2 separate regions of the Anas platyrhynchos genome follow, and region 1 is linked to region 2. The links are chromatin contacts, called in public Hi-C maps. All regions are on one chromosome and are shown on one strand. The core of a region is the stretch at or near the end of the contact, and the rest is flanking DNA. Distances in the headings are between cores, read along the strand shown. Region 1 has its middle 52 kb from the start of DPT. Region 2 overlaps NME7 (NME/NM23 family member 7).

Evidence for each region. Hi-C and Micro-C count contacts between places; a contact is called where the count stands out from the background.
Region 1: a Hi-C map of liver shows a contact between it and region 2, with 5 times the contacts expected there. The contact joins two enhancer-like sites. A contact is called at or near these places in 2 of 8 Hi-C or Micro-C datasets (liver and subcutaneous adipose tissue).

The regions. Positions count from the first base shown.
Region 1 is chr1:88,351,720-88,358,717 of IASCAAS_PekinDuck_T2T, reverse strand. No RefSeq gene overlaps it. Among named protein-coding and RNA genes, the nearest start is that of DPT, 52 kb to the left of the region's middle. Within about 2 kb of position 5,082, at least 2 of the 8 cell types and tissues checked have an H3K27ac peak or open chromatin away from gene starts, as enhancers often do.
Region 2 is chr1:88,195,752-88,202,627 of IASCAAS_PekinDuck_T2T, reverse strand. It overlaps NME7 (NME/NM23 family member 7), which reads right to left. Exons shown (of 13, transcript XR_011812620.1): 2 at 1,071-1,178. Among named protein-coding and RNA genes, the nearest start is that of BLZF1, 16 kb to the right of the region's middle. Within about 2 kb of position 2,582, at least 5 of the 8 cell types and tissues checked have an H3K27ac peak or open chromatin away from gene starts, as enhancers often do.

The DNA.
Region 1 (6,998 bases), core at 3,833-6,332, 150 kb before region 2:
CCTTTGAGTTCTGTTTATGTGTTGGAATAAATGTGAGCGTACTTCTTAAGAGAAAGGCAAAATAAAAACACTGTGTTAAATCATTTACCAAATTTATAGTCTGTCATATCTTGCTGCCTGTCCAACCATGTTGGGCAGGGTTAATATTGCTGTGGAAAACTGATTCAAAGATTGTGTGATTTACTAGATCTCAATCTTAACCAATATTATGTTACGTTAATGGGAGGATGGAGGTGGAAGCATTTATTATACACAGTGCAATAAAACAGTAAATGTAATTGAGAAATGGCTGTGTCTTGTTATATTTACTTTTGTTGTCCTGAAATAGTAATAGTAGTAGAGTATTTTCTCAAGCCTCCCTTTCTCCTCTTATCTCTAGACACATGCAGATGTCATTGCAGGATAGCTGGGGAAGGGGCTCAGTTGCTCAGTCGCCACCAGGCGTACCAGTCTGTATGCATATTCTGACCCTACAGTAATTTCTTGGGCCCTTTTCACTGGAGTTAGCTGCTTCAAGCTTTTCTTCCTTTTCTTTTTTTTTTTTTTTTTTTTTTTCTTTACTGCTGAATAAAAGCATGTGAGTGCAACAGCAGATACTATTTATTCCCGTGCTTGCACAGGAATAGCGCTACACTGACTTTGGAAGAGCAAAGCCAGGTCCTGAGTGTAAACCAGACCAGACTGGCATTCGTGGGCTGGAGTTTTCAGTGGGCCGCAGAGGAGTGAGGATGGTACCCACTGCCTCATGGAGCTCCCTTAGACCTTTGTGAAAGTACCACGTGTTGTGCTTATCTCTGTGTTCCTAGTTAATAGCTGTGGATGGTTTAATAACAGTGAAGTTAGGGCTCCATACTGTGATTAGTACGATATGCTGTTCATGTGCAACCAGTGCTGGATAGCTGTGCCATTCAAGGACACCCACAGCTTTCCGCAGTAGTTATGTTCGATGGAGAACTTGAGCTAACTTTGCTGAAAACAGTGAGAATCTTTCCCATGACTCTGATTTGAAGTTAGGTAGAGCCATATTTTAGTATGAAATTTATGCAGACCTCGTAGAAAGTGTCCCTGCAGGACAGTGTGGAACACAATGTTGGAGGAAGGTTTAAGAGAAACTTGTACAGCTGTGCTCAGAGTTACACTTGAGACTGTTCTCATGGATGTACAAGCTGGTCTCTACTGGCTCCATTTGCAGCAGAACCTCTCTTTTGTCTAAGAGAGGTGGTGTTTTTGGTGGTCTGTCCTTTCAGCTGCCCTTCCTCCACCAGCTGTTGTCAAATGCACCGAATTGTTATATGACTGCTGCATTTATTATGCTGTTACATGAGTATGGATTTATAGAGATGAAAAGTCCAATAGGTCTGAAATGATTTCTCTTTATCAATGGCAGTAGCTGTGGTGGCAGCAGCAGGTATATGGTAAGAATATCTCTGGAGGAGAGAGCAAGAGCAAGGATACATGGAGGTATCACTTTGCACACAGATACGCTCCTTCCAAGGGAATTGAGGAAGTGAGTCAATTAAGCTGGAAAAAGGTACTGTTAGTTGAAAATCTTTATCTGATTCTGCAAAGGTTTAACCAAACTGCTGGGTTTGGCGGGAGATGCATTTTAAGAAAACAACTTAAAAATTCCCTTTATTTGTCTTCTGTCGGTCAGAATCCCAGTCTGCCACCCCAGTGGTAAACATTTGCATCCACACTGTGTGTGTCTGTCTCTGTGTCCCCAGCCCTTTTCAGCCAGCAGGAACTAACACTGAGGAGTCAACATGCCTTTATTACTGAGAAGTCACACTATCTGTGTTCAGATATTGCTGCTGTTAACTTGAAAATCTGGCTGTGTAGTGCTGAGAGCCAGAAACATTCATAAAACTGTGTTTTCACTTCCCAGGTCTGCTGCTGAAGCCTGATCGTTTGGCTGTAGTTGGTGGTGGCTTCACAGAAGATACACCAGCAAGACTAGCACATATAGCACTCTAAAAAAAGTCAGCTGCTCAGGTGAGCAGAAGGAGCTGCTGTGGGGTATTTATGTCAGGTTAGAAAGTGCCCTTCAAGGTAAAACCATCTAGTTAGTCCCAGAACAGGTACAGCAGTGGTAACAGATTCTACCAATGTGTTCAAGTGCTGGCCATAAGGCAGTCTCCGTGTCATGGCTTCTGTCCTTGAATTCATACCTATGGGTTGCATTGATGTGGATTTTACAGATAGCTTTCCACCAAGGGCTGCATAAGAATATTAACTTGTTCTACACAGACTTCTAAATGCCTGTTGAAATTCATATCAGTTTTGGCCACATTACCTTGGGCTAGTTTATAGACAAAAGCATGGTAGGTTCCATGTGCATATATTAGGAGAGCTGGTAAGAGAGATGGGTATAGGATAGTAATTTTTGTAGATAATTCATTTATTTTAGCTAGATAAATGTCCAAAGAATAAGAAGCTTCACAAGGATATAGCCAAGGTAAGTGAACGGGCAGCAGGCTGACAGATCTGTGTTGGTATGCATGTATGTCACTACATACTGGAGAGCTAAAGGCAGGTAAGGAGTATTACTACATCTCATGTGAGTTAAATACAGCCACAGAGCAAAGGTGCTTAACACTACTGACTGTCTAATGGCATTTCATTAGCACCATGCTTTTGAAATAAGTTTACCTTTTATGGATGACAGGACAAATTTACACCATTTCTTGTATTTTGCTCAGAGACTGGCCTCTCGTAGAGAAAGGACCATGCAGTAGATGAATCTTGCATGAACTGATCACCACAAAAGACTATCAAAGATAAAGGGTTCTGTAGTCCATTACCATTCTTCTGAATCTTTCATGTTATTAATCTCATTATAATGCCTCTTTTCAACAGGAAGCTATCAAATGGATCCCAAGAATGTGGACATTCTGACCCAGCTCATTCAGATTCACTTATCTCACAATAAAAAGCCTAGCTGGAATACGCCAGCTGTACAGAAGAAGATAAATAGTTCAGATGTCTATTTGGAACCACTGTAAGTAGATCTTTTCTCTCCAGTAATGTAATTTTATCTTGCTGTATCTAATTGCAGGTAATTGTTGACTCTAACTATGAGGTTGCTCTGTTTTCTGCTTTAATAATGTCTCTAAAGCCTGAAGCTACGAGAAGAATCAAGATTATTTTAAATTGTTTCTTAATGCTTTCAGGGATTTCAGTAGCTCAGAACTATAGTATCTTCTTTTATGGAAAAGAAGTTCTGAAGCCTGCTGTAAGATGAGAAAGTTCATGAATCGGTTCAGTAGTCAACCCTGACATGTGAGACAGAGGCTGAACTATCCAAGTGTTCTCTTAACCAGATCACAACCAGAAGCCATTTTTGATTCTCCTAAAATGTAGAGTTGTGATATGATGCTTCTGTTTCTGTGAAATGTCACTGATTTACATGTGATTTGCATAAGAATATCTGTTTGGGGCAGCAGAATAACTAGTTGCTGTGCACTGTTAAAGCATATCGGTGGCTTTATATTAATGGCCAGTGTAACACCTGGAACTTGACTTGGGACGCTCCTTTCCAGCCACAGTCCTCCCATGCTTGAGTAAGAGCTGCCTCTCCATTCAGCTGTAGGTGTCTGTTCCATTTGTAGCTATCCCTGTCTTTTACATTCTTCAGCAAATTTGATCCCTGCACTAGAGGGCAGTCAGAGTCAGCTGCACCAGCTGGTAGGTACATCACAGGAGCCCCAGGAAAAGTGGAAAAATCTGTGAGCAGAAGGGGCTCCCAAGTCTCAGGCCTTGCCTTTTGGTCTTTCATCCTCTTAGTATTAGCCATCTGCAAGGGCCAGAAATGAGCAGTGCACACACTGTTGTTTCTAATCATGAATGAGAAACTGAAGTGTAGTGGCTGGATCCTTCTTCTGAAGGCATTTATGCAAGTCAGTCCCTCTTCCTTGGCTGTTCTTAAACCCAACTTGGCATGTACTGGGTATTTCTTAGGCCCACCTCATAAATTTTGTATGTAGTTAAACCAGAATGAAAATAACTGGATAGTAATGAAATGCTATAAAAATTGATGGATGACAGAGTTCCAGTGGGACGGGATTTGGAAGGTTACCATTGATTTCAAAAGACATCTATGTGGCTGGGTTTGTCTAGAAATTCAGGGTGATATGTCTACATAGTCTTTATACCACTGTACAAGCCATCAAAACATTCCTGGCTCCTCCAAAGCTTTGTGCTATTCATAGATCCAATTGACTTGCTCCACATCACGTTCCTGAATGGTAAAGTTCACTTGTTTGGAGGGTCCTGCAACATTTCAAATCCCGTTTGAATTGTAAGACACTGAGAGTATCCATTCCCTCACTTGCTTTCTCCCCGGGCTGGATGAATGTGTCTGGCTTCTGGCTGCAGGTTGGCAGGGGCCCTTGGGCTGTGCCCTGTGGTGTGTGGCATGCAAGGGCATGGTGGGTCCTTTTAGGCAGAGAGTGAGCTCCCAAGGGACAGGACTCCCACGGGATAGAGTTCCCGTGAGATTTGGAAAGGAAAGCCATCGTGACTGGAAGCATATGTGAAACACAGAGAGATGGACTTTGATGGCAGTAGGTCTAGGACACTAACTAGCCATTTTATTTAGGAGAAAATAATTTTTCTCCTTCATAGCTAGCACTGCATTGTCTGTGGTGGTATGAGTTTGCCTCTTGAGAAGTAGGTATTGCCTGCTGCCTTGGAAAAGATATTAGACATTGTGGTTGCTGATGCCAGCCTGGCCTTGCAGACCTTGCAACGTGTTGAAGGGAGAACCCTGGCAGCCACCTGCTTGGAAATTCCTGCCCTCGCGTGCAGACAGATTCACAGCGCTGCAAGCGTGAGGAAAGCATATCGAAATAGGAACCTGATGCAAATACCATGCTGATGAGTGAATAGCAAATTTTAATAAGGAGCAGTCCTCTTTGCAGACCAGCCCCAAATAGATTTTGAGTAAAGGCTGTTCTTTTTCCATCAGAAAGCTTTCCAAAGGTAGGGAAACACACAGCTCTGTTACCAGCTCTGGTGATGTACCGTGCCACCAAGCTCTGTTAGTGAATCTTCCTCCTCTTGCACCCTGCATGACCTGCTCAGGGCAGTCCCTAGCCCGGTAGCAGCCAGACCATTTTTTTTAACATCTGCAGTCAACAACCTTTTGTTTTGGCTTGCTGCTGCTGCTCATGGCTCTGTCACCGCAAACACAGGCACAAGCATTAGCAAAGCAGAGCCCCATATGGAGGTGATAGTTTGCATCTGGAATTGATCCAGGTTGATTAAGTCTTCCTTCTCCCTTCACATGCTTAAGCAGGAACCAGGAAATATCTTCAAGGTATTTTTTTTTCTAATTCCTGCTTATTCTTTTCATAAAGGACTGGCAATCTGTAAACATCCCCAAAGCATAAGGTGTGTTCTAAGTATTTGCTTTCTCAGGTTTCAGGTCTGTTTACACTATGATAAGACCAAATAAATGAAGGGCAATAGTAGCATCTCTCTGCTTTGTTTTCTGGCTGGCATTTCCAGTCTGGTCTGGAACAGCTGAACTCAGGGATTCCCACTGTTGTCAAAAGATGAATATGCTCAGGGCCAGTCCTGCGTTTCTTTTATTTTGCATGCCCTGAACTCCCACCAGTTTCACTGGATGCTGACACTTCTTGCCAATGGCAGCATCAGATCTGCCAGCAGGAATCTTCTGTGTTGAGGCTGGAGGAGATTTCTATCACATTTCCATGTGCTGAGTGTAATCCTTTTGCTGCAGAATGAGGACATAGGGAGTACAAGATCCTGCCATTTTGATTTCGTAGTACTTCACAACACCTTTATACTCGCCATTTCTGCAGGGGACTGTATGGGATGCAGGGCAATAAGGAGAATCGCCAGAGCATTAGGAAGTGTTTGTCTTGGTCACTGAGTCTTAATAGCTCTCAGGCATGAACAAATCAGTCCTAAGAAGATAAACCAAATTGTTCTTTTTTATTATTATTTTATTTTTTTATTTTTTATTTTTTCCTTTTATTTTTTCTTTTTTTCCTTTTCCTTTTCCTTTTTCCTTTTTCCTTTTCCTTCTCCCTCTCCTTCTCCTTTCCCCATTTTGCTTTTTTCCTTTTCCATTTCTCTTTCCTTCTCTTTCTCCTTTCTCCTTCTCTCACTCTGCCTCCCTTTCTCCTCCTTTTCTTTCTCCTTGTCCTTTTCTTTCTCCTTTTCCATCTCATCCTTTTTTAATCTCCTCTCCTTTGAGAACCAAAATTTCTTTTAACCTTCCCTTCCAAATTTTCAGACAGCTCTGGCCTCAAACAGGAGCTTGTATACCAAATGAGAGAGGTGTATACCCATGAGAGAGGTCTATTCTTACTGTATTTCTGGCCTGTTTTTACTATCAAGAGAGATGGATGCCCTCTGATATATAGGGTGCTATCTAGAGTTTTGGACTTTTCCCCTGTCCCCTGTGGCACTTGTCCAGAACACATGCTCTCAGGTACTTGTCCACATACAAGGGGAAGAAAAGTCACTACAGAGGTGAGCTGCTGTCAGAATGGAGAGCAGAAGGGTGGGAGATATCATACAGCATATGATATAAAAAGAGCATGTCATAAAATGACCACCTGAAAGGCCCTAAGAGTAATGGACAAAGTGACTGAACTTGCTCACGCTTCAGGTCTGTTTTTTTCCTAAGGTACGTTACCTTTTTGAGGCATTTTTCCTTACAGTATTGTTAGTAGACTAGGCACTTGATTTATGAATAAGAAATTGGAAGACTGAAAGAGAGATAAAGGAGACGTTTGCTCCACAGCACACAGACGGTAGGGCTATTCCCAAGGAGAAAATGCTGGTTGTAGAGATGGACCTAGGTCACTTGTAAATGAGGCACCAGGTACTCTACAGTACCATTCCATCCACCTGGCGCTGACAATGAATCCCTATGTAGCTGTGTCTTTTTCTGTAGCTTTTGGCCTTAAAACTGGCTTGGTCTCATCTGTGCAGACTGAGGTCAAAGATGTGATTTGGGTTGTGAA
Region 2 (6,876 bases), core at 1,333-3,832:
CTGGGAAAAAAAAATCTTCACATTTTGACAGCTGTGCACACAGACATCATACAAATAACTAACTTAAAAGGGACAACATCATGGTAGAGTTTGTTTGAAGAGACTATCAGTAAAAAGTGCAAAGTGCATCTCCTCACTCTGATGGGTACCATGGTTTCAGTACGCAACTGTTTGGGTGAGAAAAGGCACATTTTGTTAGTTTTCTTATTTCTGATTTCTGCATTTGATACTTACAGCAGGAAAACAAAAATTTCATAATGAAATTTAGAAGTGTGAATTTCCAAACCTAGTCTACTCTCAGACCTTTAGATCACCATTAAAAATCAGAAAAGACTAGTCAAAACCATTCACCCATTCCTAAAAGGGAGCACAAAGAATTGGCTGTTTTACTAGGATAATCTGTACTATCCATACTTCATCTTTATATATGTGCCTGCTTCTGCAACATCCTTGTTTTAACCTATTAATAAACAAAGGGGATTTGTTGTATGAACCATAAGTCAAAAAGCAAGCACCACTGATGAAAAGATTTGGATCCCACTGTCTGAAATATCCTTCTTTGCTTTAAAACCAAAATAAGAGTAGTTTGCTTTAAAACCAAATTAAGAGTAGTTTACCATTTCTTCTGTTTTGATAACTTTTTTTTTTCTTTTTTTTCTTTTTTTTTTTAACATTTTACTCTTCAGAGACTTCTGGAATTTCAGCTGAAGCTTATTTCCCTGCTTGGAATTAGCTTCAATTTGTGTTTCTCATGCAGTAGGTTAGCACAAATTAGTTCCAATACTAAAACCCAAGTAGAGACTGAATGAAAACAGATTTGTGAAAATGAATCTCTCCACGCCAAAATAAGATTTAAGGTAAAAATCATTAACATGGAAGCTCTTCCACGTGCTCCACTGTGACCTAGTGTTTTTGCTTTTTGTTTGGTTTTAGAAACAGAGCAAGGTACATCTTAAATTACATTTTCATTACCTGGAAAATTAATTGGCATAGGTAGTGGCCTTCCATTTTACAGACTGTTTAATTGGATATTGTACTTATAATAACTGATATTTTTCTTTTATTCTTACCATTTCAACTGATCCATCCTTTGGATAATAGAGAAGCTCATAACGCCGAAAGAGTGAAGCATTTGGGTCATACCATTCAGCAGTGAAAGCGTATCTATCATCTTGACTCTGAAACAAAAATGGGAGGGCTATCAGAGCAACCATACATGTTTTTAAATATACAAATAGCAATAACAGTAATAGTAATAATAATAATTAATAATAAACTTCCTTGCATCTGCTATCAGAAAAATCAAAAAATTCATTAGTAAATGCATAGCCTGCACAACTTCATCTACTTAACACAGCTGGTGACATCTTTTCACTTGTCAACTCTCATCTTTCAAGTATGAGAAAAACAATATGGCAGTTTTCCAGGCAATCTCAAATCTTATTCTGATTTCATCACCCATTAAATCTGAATTATTGTAGCAGTTCTTGTTAGACTTCCTAATTTTGTGAAATTGAGGCAGGTATCTGATGTGCTTTGGTATGTTAAAAAAAGTGTGTTTGCTCACAATGAAAATACTGAATTTTAACATGTTTCCCACACAACTGTCAGGAAAACACTTTCCTCTTCCTGACCAGTGATACCTGAACTTCTGTTAATGCTGAGATAAACATATTCAAGCTAAGGACATTAGTTCAATTCACTACTTAAATGCCTGAAATTTACATAAAGCACAAGCAACCTGATCTCATTTACACCACCTCATTTTCTGCCATTACAGAGTGTGACCTGAAAGGTAGACTGCAATAATTATGAAACTGTAGCTACATGCTTAGCTTGTCTCCACTCATCCTTCGGGGAAGCAAGCACAAAGGCGATGCAGTGCGCATGGACGTGCAGCTCCAGCACCTCTTAGTGGTGTGTGTTTGGTAGCTATTGGTCCTACAATACCAGTTGTTTGAGAGCTGCTAGATGGAGCTCTACGTTTTTATTTTCCATAGCCTTGCTAAATCTGATTGCTACTCCTGAGGGCAATAATGGTCTCATCACAGGCTTCCACTCTTTAGAGGTACCTGCACTCTCTTATCTTAAACATTTAGGTACAACTGGGAGTTGAAGTTGCAGCCAAGTAGGCTTTTTTTGTCCTTCAGATTTTAGAAAACAGCAGTATTTCAGTTGTTTCAAAGACAGCCCACTAAGCAACCAGACAGAAGGAATTCCCACGGGCTTCAATGCCTACTCCAGAACATCAGAAGGTAAAGAATCGTAATCACTTCTGTGGTGAGTGGAAGCCTACAGACATTAAGCCAAACAAATCCGCGATCTTGCTTTTGTTGTCAGTGCAGCTTTTCTTTCAACATCTTCAGCTTAAAACTGACATAAGAGCTTTTGCAGGTTAAAGACTCAACAGAAGCAGCGATGGGTAAGAATGAGATAAAAAAGAACAATTTCAGGATTTCACAGTGTGACGAATACGTATGTCTGGTCAGTTAATGGCGTTGAGATGAGTTCCCCACCCTACTGTCAGCCCTTACGGTGCCCTCCACTGCAAAACAAAGACATGACTGTAACACAGGGAGACTTGCATGGTGGGGGCAGCACAGCCTTATCTCTGTGCTACACACTACAGCCTTGGACATTACTTAAACATATGTTTTAGGTGCAGCATCCTGCACAAAAACTCCCGGAGGACTTAGCCTCGTTTCAGGCCCTTATTCACACTAGTCCTGCTCGTGTCTTCATTGCTACCACCATCGTTCTAGACACATGTAAGCCAGAACAAACACCTTCCTACGTGAAAACTCACACCTTAGTTTTCCCATATAGGCATGTCACTGGCAATAAACAACATGGAGGGCTGACAGATTATAGTAAATGACAAATTTTGCCCTTGATCTTAAATACACTCCTACTGCTGGAAGACAAGACAAAGCATTTGACTGATGAATTTGACCACCATCTGATCAAGGATGCATGGTACACACAACCACTTTGAGGCAGCTGTCTACCACAGAAGTTTTCTGAAAAGAAAAAAAAAGCTACTGACATATGAAATAAATGAAGATGCACTCCTCATAACACCAAGACCGATACAATTGTATTTACGTTACCAATTTTATATTATAGCATCACTTTCAAACATGTTTGCTAGGTAGCAATTGACAGAGAATCTACTAATTTTCATTTATGCAAAAATTTGGAAATATCCAAATGTTTACTTGTCTCAGGCAAGTAACACATTTAGATGAACAAGCAATGAACAAGTGTTTAGATTTTTCATTTAGTCACCAGTATCTTCGCATTTGTAGTGAGGAACTGCATGGTGTCTTGTCTGTTGAGGAATTGGCCTGCTTTTTTTTAAAAAATTTTATTTCTTTTAACATATCCTTGGTTTTAAGATGCATTCAAAATTCATTTTCTGAGACCTTACCCAACGTCTGAGCTATTCACATTTGCTATTTAGCAAGCTCTTCTGGCCACTGCTTTTTATTTAGCCGAATGGCAGAAATGACCACTCTGTATTATCTTCTTTTAGGATGGCAAGCAAGCCCAAGGTAATAAAGGCTGCTTAGACTCGGAAAGCACTGCTGAGCTAACCCCCAAATGCCCAGTAATGGAATCAGTTAGCAGGTAAATTGGAATTGGTTATTATTTTCTATCTGGAAAACACACAGAGCTAACAGTTTTCTAAAACGATCAAAATTAAATCTGTAAAGCTGGGCCATAACTAGAATTTTCTCTGCTTTACAGACATAAAAATATCACAATAAGTCATTTTTAAGTGCAGAGAACCGTATCAGAAGAAAGCTTACAAGCTTTAGGAAAACATTAGAAAAATAACTGAAACAGATTACATTTGTGAACAGGTAGATTGTTCCATACTGCAACATGAAGAAATTCAATATTAAAAGCAACCTGCGGACTCTGCCAAGCAAGTACAATGTAAAACATGACAGGACTGCAATTTCACTATTCGAGATTCATACGGACAGCCTTAGAACTGACAGAAGGCAGTCCAGAATGCAATCACGAAATGCAATAATGCAAACACATTCAGATGAGCCCTTCCCAGGCATCACTGTAAAACTGCCACTCCAACTCATCAAAGACATCAACCGATTTCAAATTGTATGCTTTAAAAATTGACTACATACTAGACTTATAATAAATCCTTTTAAATGAGAAGTGAGCCTTTTGTTTAGTTACGTAATGCCATAGGATTTCAAAGGCAAATACCAAACACAAACATCTGTCCACTTCCCATCACATACTATAAGGACTGCAATAGAATATAAAGCCTTCACAACCCTGAAATTATCTTTTACAAATATTTACTTTCATCTTCCTTTCAAGTGCACAATCCCCATAACTGCTATGGCAGACAACTTTCCTATGTACTCTTCCATGAGTGTGTCCCAGGCTGCCACGTGGAAAGGAGTCTCAGAGACAGGCAGGTGCTATGGGAAACGTGCTGGGGCTGCTCCTTGCCTTCTGCTCCTCCTCCTAAGAAAGGCAACTTGTAGAGAAAACACATGTACAGAACAGGGTGATCAGAGACCGGAGGGGATCTGCCAGGTGGTGTCCTGCTCAGTGCACCAGAGGGGAAACGGCTGACGTGGTTAGGGATCAGTGAAATCAAGCTCAAATAGCAACAAATCAAGTCAACTTACGAATACCTTATAACTCCAAAAAAATTCCCCTTAAAACATTATTTCCATTCCTTTCTGTATCTGCACCCTCATCACAATTACACACAGCCTCTTCGATCACGACCACACTATTAACCAAGCAATACCTACTGAGACAGAAATAATTTTCCTTACGCTTTTCACATCAGTGGAAAAATTACCAGCATTAGAAAACCCAGCAGTGACTGTCTGCTTTATATTCATATACTGATAGTTTCAGGGTTGCTGTCTTTAGTTCAGTTTTCGCAGTCCCTTTCTATGGTAATATCCAGGGCCACTGAAATCAGCGATCTCAGTTCACCTACTGCGAAGACAAAAAGAATAATATTTCTCTTTATTCCTTCTTTCGCAAGCTGCAGGGAAAAGCATTTGGATCTATGTGTAGGTTTTGCTAGCTTAGGCTTTTTGTTTATCCTTCTATGTGTGAATATGCAGTAGGAGTATGTATTCTATGGCTCTGTGCACAGGAGAAACATGTATTGAAGTACAGCTGAATAAAAAAAAAATCAAATATTGTACTTAGTTCTGAAAGTGATGGGAGTAGCAGGCACTCTGCTAGCATGGAGCTAAGTTCTGGAAGCTAAATCTAAGCATTTCTGACAGAACTGTGCTCATAAAAAACTCTGCAGCAGGGAGAAACAGTTTGTCTGGAAGGTGGCTGCCAAGGAAGCTCATAACCAGAAAGCAGAGCGCTTGGTAAGCTGGGCAGGAAATGATCTCTTGTCCTGGAAAGCTCACAGATTTCCAAAGGGCTTCTGTTCTGCAGTAAAACAAAAGCAGATCTTCCAAAGCTTCTCATGAGAAACAAGAGTGGTGGAAAAGCAGCTCAGGGAGTAAAGAGGTTGCACGGGAAGGTGGAAGAACAATTTTATCACCCTGCTTTGAGTTAGGCAGAACATGCAGCTGGTAACACACAGTTATCCCAACCTCAAGGTCCTTCCTGAGTACCACTGCTGTTCTAGGATGAGCATCTCTGTCCTCTCCCTCTAGTTTTGACTAGAAATTTCATCCTAGACATGAAATCCGTCTCTTACAATGGAGTAAACAGGAAATCCATGTTTTAGGCCATTTGTAATTTCTGCCTCATCATAGTCTAAGAGAAGGGCAGTTGAGATGATTCCCCATGTTAACATACAGGCAATGAATTTTTACTAGGATCTCGCCTTTCATATGACTTTATTCTTTTTCATTATAGAGATAAATCTGTCCCATCGGTGAGCCTGAAGTTAATATTTTTCTACCTGTTTGCCAATCCGTGCTCTTAGCTGTAATCTCTACAATCTCCGGCTGACGAGGAACAACCACCTGTGCTTAAAACAGTTCCCAGCCTGCAATGCAGCCTGACTCCTTCAGCTTATTACTCAAGAAATTTCACATGAAACTATCCAAATATTTCTTGGAATTACAAAAGCTCTGAGGTACCTGGAAAGTGCACCTTTACAAGCTATTAGTAATCCTGCCTCTACTGACGGTTATATATGCAATCAGGAGCGGCAGCGTGCATGAAATTTTGACACAGGCTCAGGGCCCATTGCCCACGTATTTGTAAGTTTAGGAGTCACAAAGCACGTCGCTGTTTTAAGTGGGTAGCTTCATGTCTGCTGCTCCTTCGATTTTCCCGGTGACTCAGTGACTCCGAAATCCGATCTGAGGGAAATCAAATCAAAAGGACCTGAATCAACTCCCACTGAAACAATAAAAAGACTGCATAAAACCTCAGCAGAAGCTGGATCAGAGTCAAAAAGACCCGTCTTGATCTCCTGATTCTGTATTTTGTAAAACTCTGTGCCGTCCCAGGAAAAAGCTGTGCTCAAACACTGGTCTTAGCGATCAAGCTGTTTGTGTGAAAATTACTGGGAACAGGTTGGGCCAGCAGGCAAGAACAATCCTCATACTGAATGAGTATTTCTCCTCATACAGAAAGAAAACTTTCTGGAAAGAGAGCCCTGGAACTTCCTAAAATTCTGGCAACAGTTTTAGGAGAAACATTTATTTAGCAACCTTGCTGCTTCCGATGCCAGGCTGTTGGCACTCTCTGAAATGTTCTGGGAGAGCAAGAATATTTTTATAAAAAATTAGATGGTATTAAAGGACAAAAACACAAAATTCACAACTTTTTGGGTGAAGATATGAATCTGACTCCAATATAAGGTAATCTTATGCACTGTTATGCACTGTCGGAATTTAT